Regions from separate parts of the Rattus norvegicus genome. Here region 2 is linked to region 1. A link is a contact called in public Hi-C data. All regions are on one chromosome and are shown on one strand. Each heading gives the region's core, a stretch centred on a gene start, on an enhancer-like site or on the middle of the called end of the contact. The rest is flanking DNA. Distances are from core to core; before and after follow the strand shown.

The links. Hi-C and Micro-C count contacts between places; a contact is called where the count stands out from the background.
Region 2: a Hi-C map of hepatocytes shows a contact between it and region 1, with 2.8 times the contacts expected there. The contact joins the enhancer-like site here to the promoter of Snai1 in region 1. A contact is called at or near these places in 9 of 12 Hi-C or Micro-C datasets (the A7r5 cell line, the Rat2 cell line, Schwann cells and 5 more).

Annotation. Positions count from the first base shown.
Region 1 is chr3:176,666,138-176,672,092 of GRCr8, forward strand. It overlaps Snai1 (snail family transcriptional repressor 1), which reads left to right and starts at 1,339. Exons shown (of 3, transcript NM_053805.1): 1 at 1,339-1,500; 2 at 1,780-2,307; 3 at 4,920-5,828. The coding sequence starts at 1,419. The coding sequence ends at 5,104.
Region 2 is chr3:176,805,708-176,811,048 of GRCr8, forward strand. No RefSeq gene overlaps it. Among named protein-coding and RNA genes, the nearest start is that of Cebpb, 8.6 kb to the right of the region's middle. Within about 2 kb of position 3,239, at least 7 of the 93 cell types and tissues checked have an H3K27ac peak or open chromatin away from gene starts, as enhancers often do. A contact at or near this core is called in hepatocytes and liver, where this site is marked.

The DNA of each region.
Region 1 (5,955 bases), core at 89-2,588:
GGTTGCTCGCTGCAGAAACAAAGGATGAAAGGAAGTCTAGCCAGGTGTAGATCTGGGAGAGAAAACAGGTCAGGAGTCAGGCAGGTACCAAGGTCCTGTGGTAGGAAAGACTGTTCATTGAGCGTAGGGGGTGGAGAAAAGTCACCTGACCTGTCAGTTGGGACGAGGGTGGTGGTGGGACGCTGAGTGCTCTCCCTCTGGACTCAAGGGGAGATTCATGGATGAACTAAATCTGCGCAGAGGGCAGTGTTCTGCACCCTATTTGCCTATTGTCTGACCATCCTCCTACCAGTGCTGGGCGTCTGATTCTATTCACTGTCGTTACCTCCAGTGCCTCGAGACTCAGTGGTTCTTCTAGCGCGGGGCCCTAGAGGTTTCCATAGCCCCTCCACTTTACAGGTGTTTATAGCTCCATAATATGGGATGTGGACTTGTTTTCCCGGGCCACACTTCCTCCCAGGGACCCTTCCAACACGATTTTCAGGAAGTCAAGAGTCTCAGCCCTGGTCTTCGCTACCTCTGCCTCGCACCTGTCCTCAGTGGTATTTCACAACGCAACTCTAAACGCATCCATCCTCAGCTGAAAGTCCTTCCGTGACTCCCCAGTGCCCTTAAGGCAAAGTCCAAACTCCTCCAAAGACCCGAGGCCAGAAACCTCGAGGACCCCTCGAGGCCTGCCCACACCAACCTCATCCTGGGAACTGCTCTCAAAGGTTGGGCAGGCTGAAATTACTGACTCTAACCTCGGGCCTTTCCCCTCCGTGCTTCTTCACTTCCTCTGGGAAGTCATGGACACCCTCCCCTGTCAGGTGACCGTCCATTGACGGTCACAGCTGTCTCTCCCTACCTCCCTTCATCAAATCACCCCTCCCTTTAGCATTAAAATCCTCTGTTTACTCCGACTGTCTCCTCCATCCTTGGAAGCCATCCTTAGATAGGGTAGGGCATTGCTTGTTTTGTCCTGGGCTGTACTGACAGCTCTAGGAACTCCTAAGCACGTGCAGAGCCGCACTTTTCTTGCTCCCCCGTGCCCAAAGGTGAACAACTCAGGTATCTTGGGGGGCCCCCGCGCTCGGCGGGGGGCAAGTGCGGCCACCAGGGGTCGCCCGAGGCGCTGGGACACCGCACGGTCCGGCCCGAGAGGAGCCCAAGCCCAATCTCAGCGCCACGCGGCGGGAGCCCCTGCAGCCCAGGCGCACCTGCTCTGATCCCGGTCTCCGGCCCCGCCGCCGTCAGCTATTGGCGCAATCTTGACAAAGGGGCGTGATCGTAGCCGAGGCCACGCCCCCAGCTCTGGTACTTAAAGGAATTTGCTGGTCCGAGGGGATCGCAGTGCCGCGGCCGGGCCTCGCGAGCAGAGTTGTCTACCGACCTTGCGCGACCCGGTGACCCCGACTACCTAGGTCGCTCCGGCCACCATGCCGCGCTCCTTCCTGGTCAGGAAGCCGTCCGACCCCCGCCGGAAGCCCAACTATAGCGAGCTGCAGGACGCGTGTGTGGGTGCGTGGCGGGGTGCGGGACGCGGGCGGTTCGGGGATCTCAAGGGTGCGGCGGAGAGAATCGGGCTCTGCGGGCGCGACAGGTGGATCTGGAGCTCCAGGTCTTGGCAGTTGGGGTCCACCCAGGGCGTCTGTGACCCGGGACGGGGAGGCTCTGCGAGTGAAGACCCGAAGGCGGGCAGCCCTGCGGAGCCCGGGTGGGGGAGGGGCGGGCGGGGAGCCCCCCTATTTGGCGCCCCGAGAATCGGCTCAGCTGACTCCCTGCTGTCTCTTCCCGCAGAGTTCACCTTCCAGCAGCCCTACGACCAGGCCCACCTGCTGGCGGCCATCCCTCCGCCCGAGGTCCTCAACCCCGCCGCTTCGCTGCCCACCCTCATCTGGGACTCTCTCCTGGTGCCCCAAGTACAGCCGGTGGCCTGGGCCACCCTCCCGCTGCGGGAGAGCCCCAGGGCCGCAGAGCTGACTTCTCTGTCCGATGAGGACAGTGGCAAAAGCTCCCAGCCGCCCAGCCCGCCCTCGCCGGCGCCGTCGTCCTTCTCTTCCACCTCGGCCTCATCCCTGGAAGCCGAGGCCTTCATTGCCTTCCCGGGCTTGGGCCAACTTCCCAAGCAGCTGGCCAGGCTCTCGGTGGCCAAGGACCCCCAGTCCCGGAAGGCCTTCAACTGCAAATATTGTAATAAGGAGTACCTCAGCCTGGGCGCTCTGAAGATGCACATCCGAAGCCACACGCTGCCTTGCGTCTGCACGACCTGCGGAAAGGCCTTCTCCAGGCCCTGGCTGCTCCAGGGCCACGTCCGCACCCACACTGGTGAGTGTACATAGCTGAGTGCTGAGTCTTGTTTGGCCTCACTCAGACCCTGGGGGACTCAACACTTAACTCCCGTCGCTGCCAAGCAGTGGACAAAGTAGACGTTGGTTGGTTGTTCTCTGTCCAGTTCCTTGCTGTTCGGGAGGGCATTGTAGAAGCCAGACAGGATGTTGGTAGACAGGATATTCTCCACCTGGCCTTGAATCCTCGGTTGAGAACTTCCTCGGTCTCCCCATTTCTAAAATCAACCTAAGAACACTTTGTGGGGCTTTTGTACAGAGTGAAGTGCTGGGTACAGGTGCCGCTAAGAAATGACTTCCCAGGGACTGGGAGGGTGGCTCAGTGGTTAAGAACCCTGGTTTAATTCCCAGCACCACACGGTAGCTCACAACTGTCTGTAAGTCCAGTTAGAGGGGATATGACACCCTCATACAGATACACATACAGGCAAAACAGCAATCCACATAGAATAAGAGAATAGAATAAATGCATCATTTTAAAAAAATGAAATGACTTTGCTCTCCTCTCAGCCTTGGAACACTAAGCTTCTAGAAGTGTGAGGAAAAGGCTTCAGCCAGTCTTGGTGGAGATTCCTGTTGGGGCAGCTTTGGGGTGTGAGCTGGCCCGTTGGAGCTGTGCTTCCTGTGGCCAGCATTGGAGCAGTGAGGCCTCGGGCCAGGGGGTGGTATTTGCAGGTCTCATTGACACCTTTATTACATGAATAAGACTACTTACCCATTGCTCCTCCGGGCATAGATTGCCTCAGATTTAACCTATAAAAGTGTAACAGGCTGGGCTGGCCTTTCCTGCAGGGTTGCTAAGCTGTGGGGCTCTACTTTGGGAGAGCAGAAGCCCTCAGGGGTCCTAGGCTGCCTCCTATCCCCCCCAGGGACTGTGTTTTGATGTAAAGGCACGGCTCAGACAAAACCCTCCTTGAAATGCACCACCCTCTTCTCATGGGTTTCCATTGTGTGTCTTAATGGTGGCCCAGGGGGTGGGGGCCTGCAGGGTTAGAGCAGGTGCATGGGGCAGCGGTGCCCAGCACCTGTTCTGGCCGCAGCTGCTGGCTCATTGCGTGGCAGGCCCCTTTAATCCAAGGGGTATCACATGTACAGTGCCCCCCTCAGTGGCCTTTGTCCCAGCCGGCCTGGTGCCGATTTCACACTTGCCAGGAACACTGAGGCGTCTGGGGGTCGGGGATCTGTGAAGAGTGGGGGGGGGGGGGTTGCACTTCCTGTGCAAGCCCAGAGACTCCCGGCTCCATCTCACCACGTGTTATCTTGCACCTCCCTTTTGTTAAGATTTACTTCAGTTCACCCCTCCCTGCTAAACTGACAGGTAGTGCTTCAGCCCATCTTGGGAGAGGTCAAAACCCCTAGCTTGTAGGGACCTGCAGATTGCTGGTACACCATCACCCTGGGCTTCTTTTCCCAGCCCCATGGAGCCCCACCTGCCTGGTTGAAGAATTCTGTGGGTTTGTGCCCCCCTAGGTTGGTTGAAAGCAACTGGTTCAGTGAATACCTGCTGAGTGGGTGGGTCCCACAGGAACCCTGCTGAGAATCCCTCTGTCCAGAGGCTCAGCACGCCCAGGAGTCATTCATCAGCCCTGAATTCCATCACAAGAATCTAACCAAAGGGCACCGCCTGTGGGCTAGCAGGCTGGGAGGGAGCGGAGGGCTGCCTTGCCTTGTTTTGAAAATCCGTTTGGCATTATAGCCTCATGCTTGGCACATAGTAGGGGTGCAGCAGATGTTTCGTTTTGTTGCTGTTTGTACAGCTCAAGCCAGGCTGGATTTAAACGAGACACCCTCCTCCCCCTCTCTCTACAGTGCTGGGATTCCAAGTGAGGACCCCCAAGCTCAGGTCCCCGCTTTTAAAAAGCACATTTTTATCGATTCAGGTATTCACTGAATGGAGCCGCTTTCAGCCATCCTAGGGGGTGTAAACCCACAGCGTTTATTAAGCCCTTGCTGGCCACACAGCCCATGTGTAGGCAGGGGGGTGTCAGGATTCCTGTCTGTAAGCCCCTGGGTTGGGGCTTGCAGTAAGTAAGTTAAGGAGAGGTTCCCTACTAGTTTGATGGGGGTAGGGGGAGCCAAGATTTTGGCATTGCAGTGCGGTGGGCTGCTGGCAGGGTGCAAAGGAATGGCCTCGCTGGCTCTCGGTGGGGGTGGGGAGGCCTCTCCAGGCTGCCTCTCAGACTCTGTCCCAGACAAAGTAAATCAAAGTAAACTCAAGGCTGGTGGTAGGAAGACCAACGAACAGCAGCTCCCCTGCCTAAGGCAGTGACTACAACCAGGGGCTTGGGAGGCCTGGTGAGTGACCTGGAACCTGCTACTCACCTTCTATGCCTCAGTTTCCCCATCTCTAATAGGACTGCAGAAGGGACAGGTGACAGGCTAATCAGAAGTGTTGAGTGCCTGCCAGTTGGGAAGGACTCTGTTTCAGTTAGCCCCGCCTGGGAGAAGTCTGGAGACACAGAAGTCTGGTGGTGTTCAGGGCTGCACAGCAGGAAGCCCAGAGACTATCCATCACCCAGTGCAGGCCTGGTTGTGCTTGGGCTGATGGGGCCCTGTCCGGGACTTCCTAACCCCTCTGGTATCTCTCCCCAGGTGAGAAGCCTTTCTCCTGCTCCCACTGCAACCGTGCCTTTGCCGACCGCTCCAACCTACGTGCCCACCTCCAGACCCACTCGGATGTGAAGAGATACCAGTGTCAGGCCTGCGCCCGAACCTTCTCCCGAATGTCCTTGCTCCACAAACACCAAGAGTCTGGCTGCTCCGGAGGCCCTCGCTGACCCTGCTACCTCCCCATCCTCACTGGCATCTCCCTGGTGCCCTGGAGCTCCTCACTGCCAGGATTCCTTCCAGCTTAAGTCCAGGGACCTGTGGAGTCCATGTCTGGCCCTGGTTCCTGCTTGGCTCTCTTGGTGGCCTTTGCTGCAGATGGCTGATGGAAGGCAGAGTGCCTTTGTACCCTCCCAGAGCCTCCTGCCCCTCAGTATTCATGAGGTGTAGCCTCTGGACACAGCTGCTTCGAGCCATAGAACTAAAGCCAACCCACTGGCTGGGAAGCTTGAACCCCACTCAGGGGACCCCACTTCCCTACCTCCCCCAAGGACCCTTTCAGGCCACCTTCCTCGAGGTACAACAGACTATGCAATAGTCCCATCCCTCCTGCGTCCATGCCTCGGCAGGGTGGTTACTGGACACATGTCCAGGTGCCCCTGGGCCTGAGCAGCTGTTTCAGCCCCCGCCCCATTTGTCCTGGGGACACCTGTCTCACAGCAGTTTAACTGTCTCAGAAGGGACCATGAATAATGGCCGTCACTTGTTAGGGGCCAAGTGGGGTGCTTCAGCCTGGCCAACGTGTCTCCCAGAACTATTTTGGGGCCCAACAGGTGTCCCCGGGGAGAAAGATGTTTACATTTTAAAGGTATTTATATTGTAAGCAGCATTTTGTATAGTTGATATGTACAGTTTATTGATATTCAATAAAGTGGTTAATTTATATACTAAAAACTGCTCAGCGTTGTGGAGGGGGACACCATGAAGGGACTTACAGGAGGGAGGGGCAGGACCTTAAGTCTTGTGCTTTGGAGTTCTAACCAGAGGGTCATGAACTTTGGGCACTGGGCTGTCCGGTCTG
Region 2 (5,341 bases), core at 1,989-4,488, 140 kb after region 1:
GGGGTGGTGGCTCACTGGTAAGGCATTTGCTGAGCAAGTATAAAGACCTGAGTTTGATCCCCAGCTCCGACATAAAGAGGGGAGTGCATCTATGTAATCTCAGTGCCCGGAGGCAGAGACAGGGGGATCCTGGGGCTCACTGGCAGCTAGCTGAGCTGAATGAGTGAGCTCCAGGTTTAGCGAGGAACCTTGACTCATAAAACAAGGTGGAGAGAGACTGAGGAAGTTACCTCATGTTAACCTTTAACCTCTGATGTGCAGCTAAACACACACACACACATACACACAGACAGACACACACACACACACAGAGAAAGAAGACACACAGAGACATAGACACATAGACACAACACAGAAACACACACCCACAGACATACACACAGACATACACACAGACACATACACAGACAGGCATACAGAAGGACAAACAGATACACAAACAAAGACAGATACAAGCACACTCAGACACACATGCACACAAATACAGACAGAAAGATACACACACACACACACACACACACGTAAACACAGACAGACACACCAGACATGCATATAGAAAGACAGATACAGAGACAAACACAAATACAGAGACAGATATAGATATGCACAAATACAGACAGACAGACAGACATACTTCTGACTGTCCTTCTCCTCTCTGATAAATAGAACATGTCAGGAAGGATCCGTGGTCCTCAGTCTTAGAAAGCTTTGTGCTTTCCCTGGATGTCTCTGGGGACAACGGCTTTTGTGTCATCAAAATACTCCAGCGGCCAGGCAGCTGGTGTGAGGGCTGAAGTCACAGCCCTTGGTGGCGGCATCTGGCTGAGGTTCTAGCCCTCCAGACCTGCTGCACCCACATGGGAGCTACAGGGCTCTGCTCCCATGGGACATTGTAGGCATACAAGACCAGAAAGGACAAGCCACAGGTTTCCAAAATGGCAGGACAAAAAGAATAGCAGAGGTCTCACAAGCCTGACCCTTGGGAGGCTGAGACAGGAGGACTGTCCTGAGTTCTAGGATACCAAGACAGGTCTATATAGAAAGACCCTGTAAAAAGAAAGAAAAGAAAGATGAGGGCCAGAGAGAGACGGTTGCTCTTCCCGAAGTCCTGAGTTTTATTCACAGCACCACATGGTGGCTTGCAACCATCTATAATGAGATCTGGAGCTGTCTTCTGGGGAGCAGGTGAACACTCAGGCAGAACACTGTAAACACAAGAAATAAACAAACCCTTTAAAAATGCATTTAGGAAGAAAGACAGAAAGAAAAAAGAAAGAAAGAAAGAAAGAAAGAAAGAAAGAAAGAAGGAAAGAGAGAAAGAGAACGAACAAATGTTCCAGCCACAGGACAGCGAAGAGGCAACAGAGAGTGGCAGGCCACATCTGCATCTTAGAGGACATAAATAGCTGAGGCCAGTGGTGCCATCCAAGTGAGCCGGAGCCATAGAAATGCTTTGGTTTATATTAGTGAAACTCTAGTCTCAGCGCACCTACTGGGTCTGGCAGAGTAAACTCTGGCGCTCCCATTTTAACAGCTCAGAAAGGATAACAAGGCCTGCGTTGTATCAAATTAAGCATCAGATGGTAATAACGGAGCAACTATGTATCTTCTCTCTAAATCTTAAATTGTTTGTTTCATAATCAAAACACTTAAAGAGTGGGCGGACCAGAGGTAGAGCCCTCACCTATGCCGCACAAAGCCTTGGGTCCATTCCCAGCCTCACGAACTGGATCTGTTGATACCCACCTCCACCATGGAGGCAGAGGCAGGAGGACCGGAAGTTCATAGTCATCTTCGGCTACACAAGACCTTGTGGCCAGGCCTATAATCCCAGCTATAGGGTAGGCTGAGGTAGGAAGAATGGAAGTTCAAGGACAGCTTTGGCAGTCAGAGGGCTGGAGGGTTGACTCAGCAATGAAGAGCTCTTGTTTTTGCAGAGGATCCTAGTTCGATTCTTGGTGCTTACATGTTGGTTCACAACCATCCAAAACTCCGGGTCTAGGGGACACAACACCCTCTTTGGAAGTTTTTAGGCTCCAGGTATGTAGGTGATATACATAAACGCAGCAAACACACCCCATGATACAATAAATAAATCTAAAAATAGTGGTTGGGGATTTAGCTCAGTGATAGAGCACTTGCCTAGCAAGCGCAAGGCCCTGGGTTCGGTTCCCAGCTCCGAAAAAAAAAAACAAAAGAAAAAAGAAAAAAAATCTAAAAATAAAAACTTAAAGAAAAACGTTGGGGCTGAGCAAGATGGTTCAGTGGGTCAAGAGGCATTTGTTGCTAAACTTGAAGACCTACATTCAATCTCCAAGATCCCCATGGTGACAAGAGAACTGATTCTTAACTGGTTGTCCCCTGACCTTCACACGCCCCCTTGTGGCATGACTGCACCCTCCACACAAATAAATAAATGCAACTTTTATTTTAAGTTCCATTTTCAGCACCAAAACCCAAGCTATCACTGGGGTGGGTGGGAGGTAACAGCGGGTCTCTACACAGAAAGCCACCCCACTGTAGGATACCTGCCCACGCAGATGTTGTGCACACAGAAGTCAAGCAGGGTAGACGCTGGCTCTCCGGGAGGCAGAGCAGAGTAGGTTGTCTGGCCTGGTTCACTCAGGGTCATCTTCTGGTTAGCGATCTGATGTCAGGCGACATTGGGCGGAAGCGCCCTCTGGCGGTGGCTCTGCGCACCTCACCTGCAGGTGTATCCAGAGAGAGCTTTGGCCCATAGGGCGGGCGTGCGTGCGTGCGTGCGTGCGTGCGTGCGTGTGTGTGTGTGTGTGTGTGTGTGTGTGTGTGTTTCTGACATGGGGCCCTCAAACCACTGCTTCTGAGCCCACTGTACGCCCTTGGAATAGTGACTTAGACAATGTATAGAAGGGGTGTGTGGTTTGCCTTGGCCCAAACAGAGCAGGAAGGGGTTACAGAGGCGGGAACAGAATGGACAAAGGTTAGTGGCAGGCTTTCTGTTGTCGTCTGTATTTGAATCCTGCAGAGGCTGGGGCGTTGAAGGCTTAGATGCGCATTGGGTTGAGGGTGTGGGTTGGGGCAGTGTTAATGAGCAGAGACTGAACATCACCTGAGGTTAACCCTGGGACCAGGCAAGTTCAGCTCTTCGGAGCTGGGGCTGTCACGGGAAATGGGAACTGAGGGCACGCCTTCTCCTCTCTCTGCATCTGCACTGCAGTCTTATGTACCTTTCCTCTGTATGGCTTTCTGCCACAATGCTTCAGCCTGGCTTCCGGCCCATGGCATCGGAGCGGCTGACCCGGGACAGGATCCTCTGAAACAGTGGGACAACATAGAAATCCTTTCTCCCGCTGGCTAATTTCATTTGTGTCTCTACGTATTTTAAAGACTTTTTTTAGATTTAGATTTTTTTTATGCTGTGTGCCAGCATGTATGTCCGACCACCATGTGCACGCAGTGCTTGCAGAGGCCGCAAGAGGGCGTCAGATCACCTGAAACTCACTGGAGTTACAGACGGCTGTGAGCTGTCAAGTTGGTGCTGGGAGCTGAGCCAGCCCGCAAAAGAGCAGCCAGGGCTCTTACCCCTGAGCGCATGTAAATGTTTGGGGCTTTTCTTCGCCCGCTCTGCCTCTGAAATAATGACATAGAGAGCTGGTACACCTATTAAAAAGCCTCTTGTGTTATAGCAGGGTTCTCATCTGTTCTAACCTGGCCATAGTGGTCTGGTTGTTTCCCAGTCACATGGCATTACCTGCTATCTTAGTCTTGCTCTGGCTGCTCTTGTTCCACGCACCCTCTCCTGGTGACCCTCCTGGTGAGTTCTCATGGCCCTTGCCCCTCTCTCTGGTCCCCCACTGGAATCAGAAGTCCCGCCTTCTCCTTCCCAGCCCAGCTATTGGCTGATCAGCTCTGTATTAGCCAATCAGAGCTGAAGGAGAACTATTTACATAACATCGCGAGAGAGGAGATGCTTGACAATGCCAATGTCTGGACTGTAACTCCAGCCCCCTTTGTGTCTAAATTATTGACTCTCAGGTAGCACAGGTTGGCCTCAAACTCTCTCTATAGCCCAGGACAGCCTCAGAACTCCTGGTCCTCCCATCTTTGTCCCCTACGTGCCACCTCAGAAGCCAGCTCTTTCCTTCCACATGCGGTTCAGGGATTGAACGGTGGCCCCCGGGCTACTGTAACTTTCACCTGCTGAGTCACATGACCACCACCCTCTATTGCATTAGTCCATGTTTCCCTCAGGCATTTTGTCACACTGATGGGAGACTGACCTGAAGGTCTCGAGGGTGGAGGTCTTTTGCTGGACAAAGGCTGTATGTAACCTCTGTCCCGGAGCCACTATTGGATTTAAGCCTAGAAAGGTCTGGTAGCTTCCATTTCGACGATACTGGAGAAGCCCGTTGCCATGTCAGAAGCACATGCTGGGAGATGGGGAACACCGGTCACATGGGAGAGGATACCAGGAAAGCCAATGTGGACCATGTACTAAGGTCCCATGGAAACCACACAGGGAGGAAGCAGCTCTTGGGGACACGGTGGAATAGAGGGCTGCAGTCACAGACACACCGCTTATCCATCCATCAGCCCTGTGGGCCACCCTAGTGAGGGCTGAACTCAGGGACGAAGAAGCCACTTTGTGGGTGTCCCAGTGGGCACCTGGCCCCACTAACACCCACGTTCTGACCCCCTAGGAGCCTGGAAGGGTAAACTGGTGTGTTTTTTCTGATTATTCCCCAACCACTGAGACAGGCTTACTCTGTCATCTAGGTTGGTCCTGAACTCATTATGTAGCTGAAGCTGGTACCCTCTTCTCAGTCTGCTGAGCACTGGGTTTGAGCACTCAGGCAATGAGCTAGGATAAAATAGAGGCTCGGTGGGGTTTGGGGTGAACTGCTTGGCCCCCGTCTACATGGCTCCAACTTTCTTTCTTTCTCTCTTTCTTTCTTTCTTTCTTTCTTTCTTTCTTTCTTTCTTTCTTTTCGGGAGCTGAGGACCAAACCCAGGGCCTTGCGCTTTCTACCACTGAGCTAAATCCCCAACCCCTGGTTCCAACTTTCTTATGCCTTCCATTTTGAGCAGGAGCTTCCACCCTCTCCCAAAACTATAGCAGGTTCCCACCTCAAAGTTTTTTCTTCAGTTAACATGAGATCATAGAGGGGGCAGGGCAGAGGGTAGTGAAGTGTGATGGTTTGTATATGCTTGGCCCAGGGAGTGGCGCTATTAGAAGGGGTAGTCCTGTTGGAGTAGGTGTGTCACTGTGGGTGTGAGCTATAAGACCCTCATCCTAGCTGCCTGGAAGCCAGTCTTCTGCTAGCAGCCTTTAGATGAAGATGTAGAACTCTCAGCTCCTCCT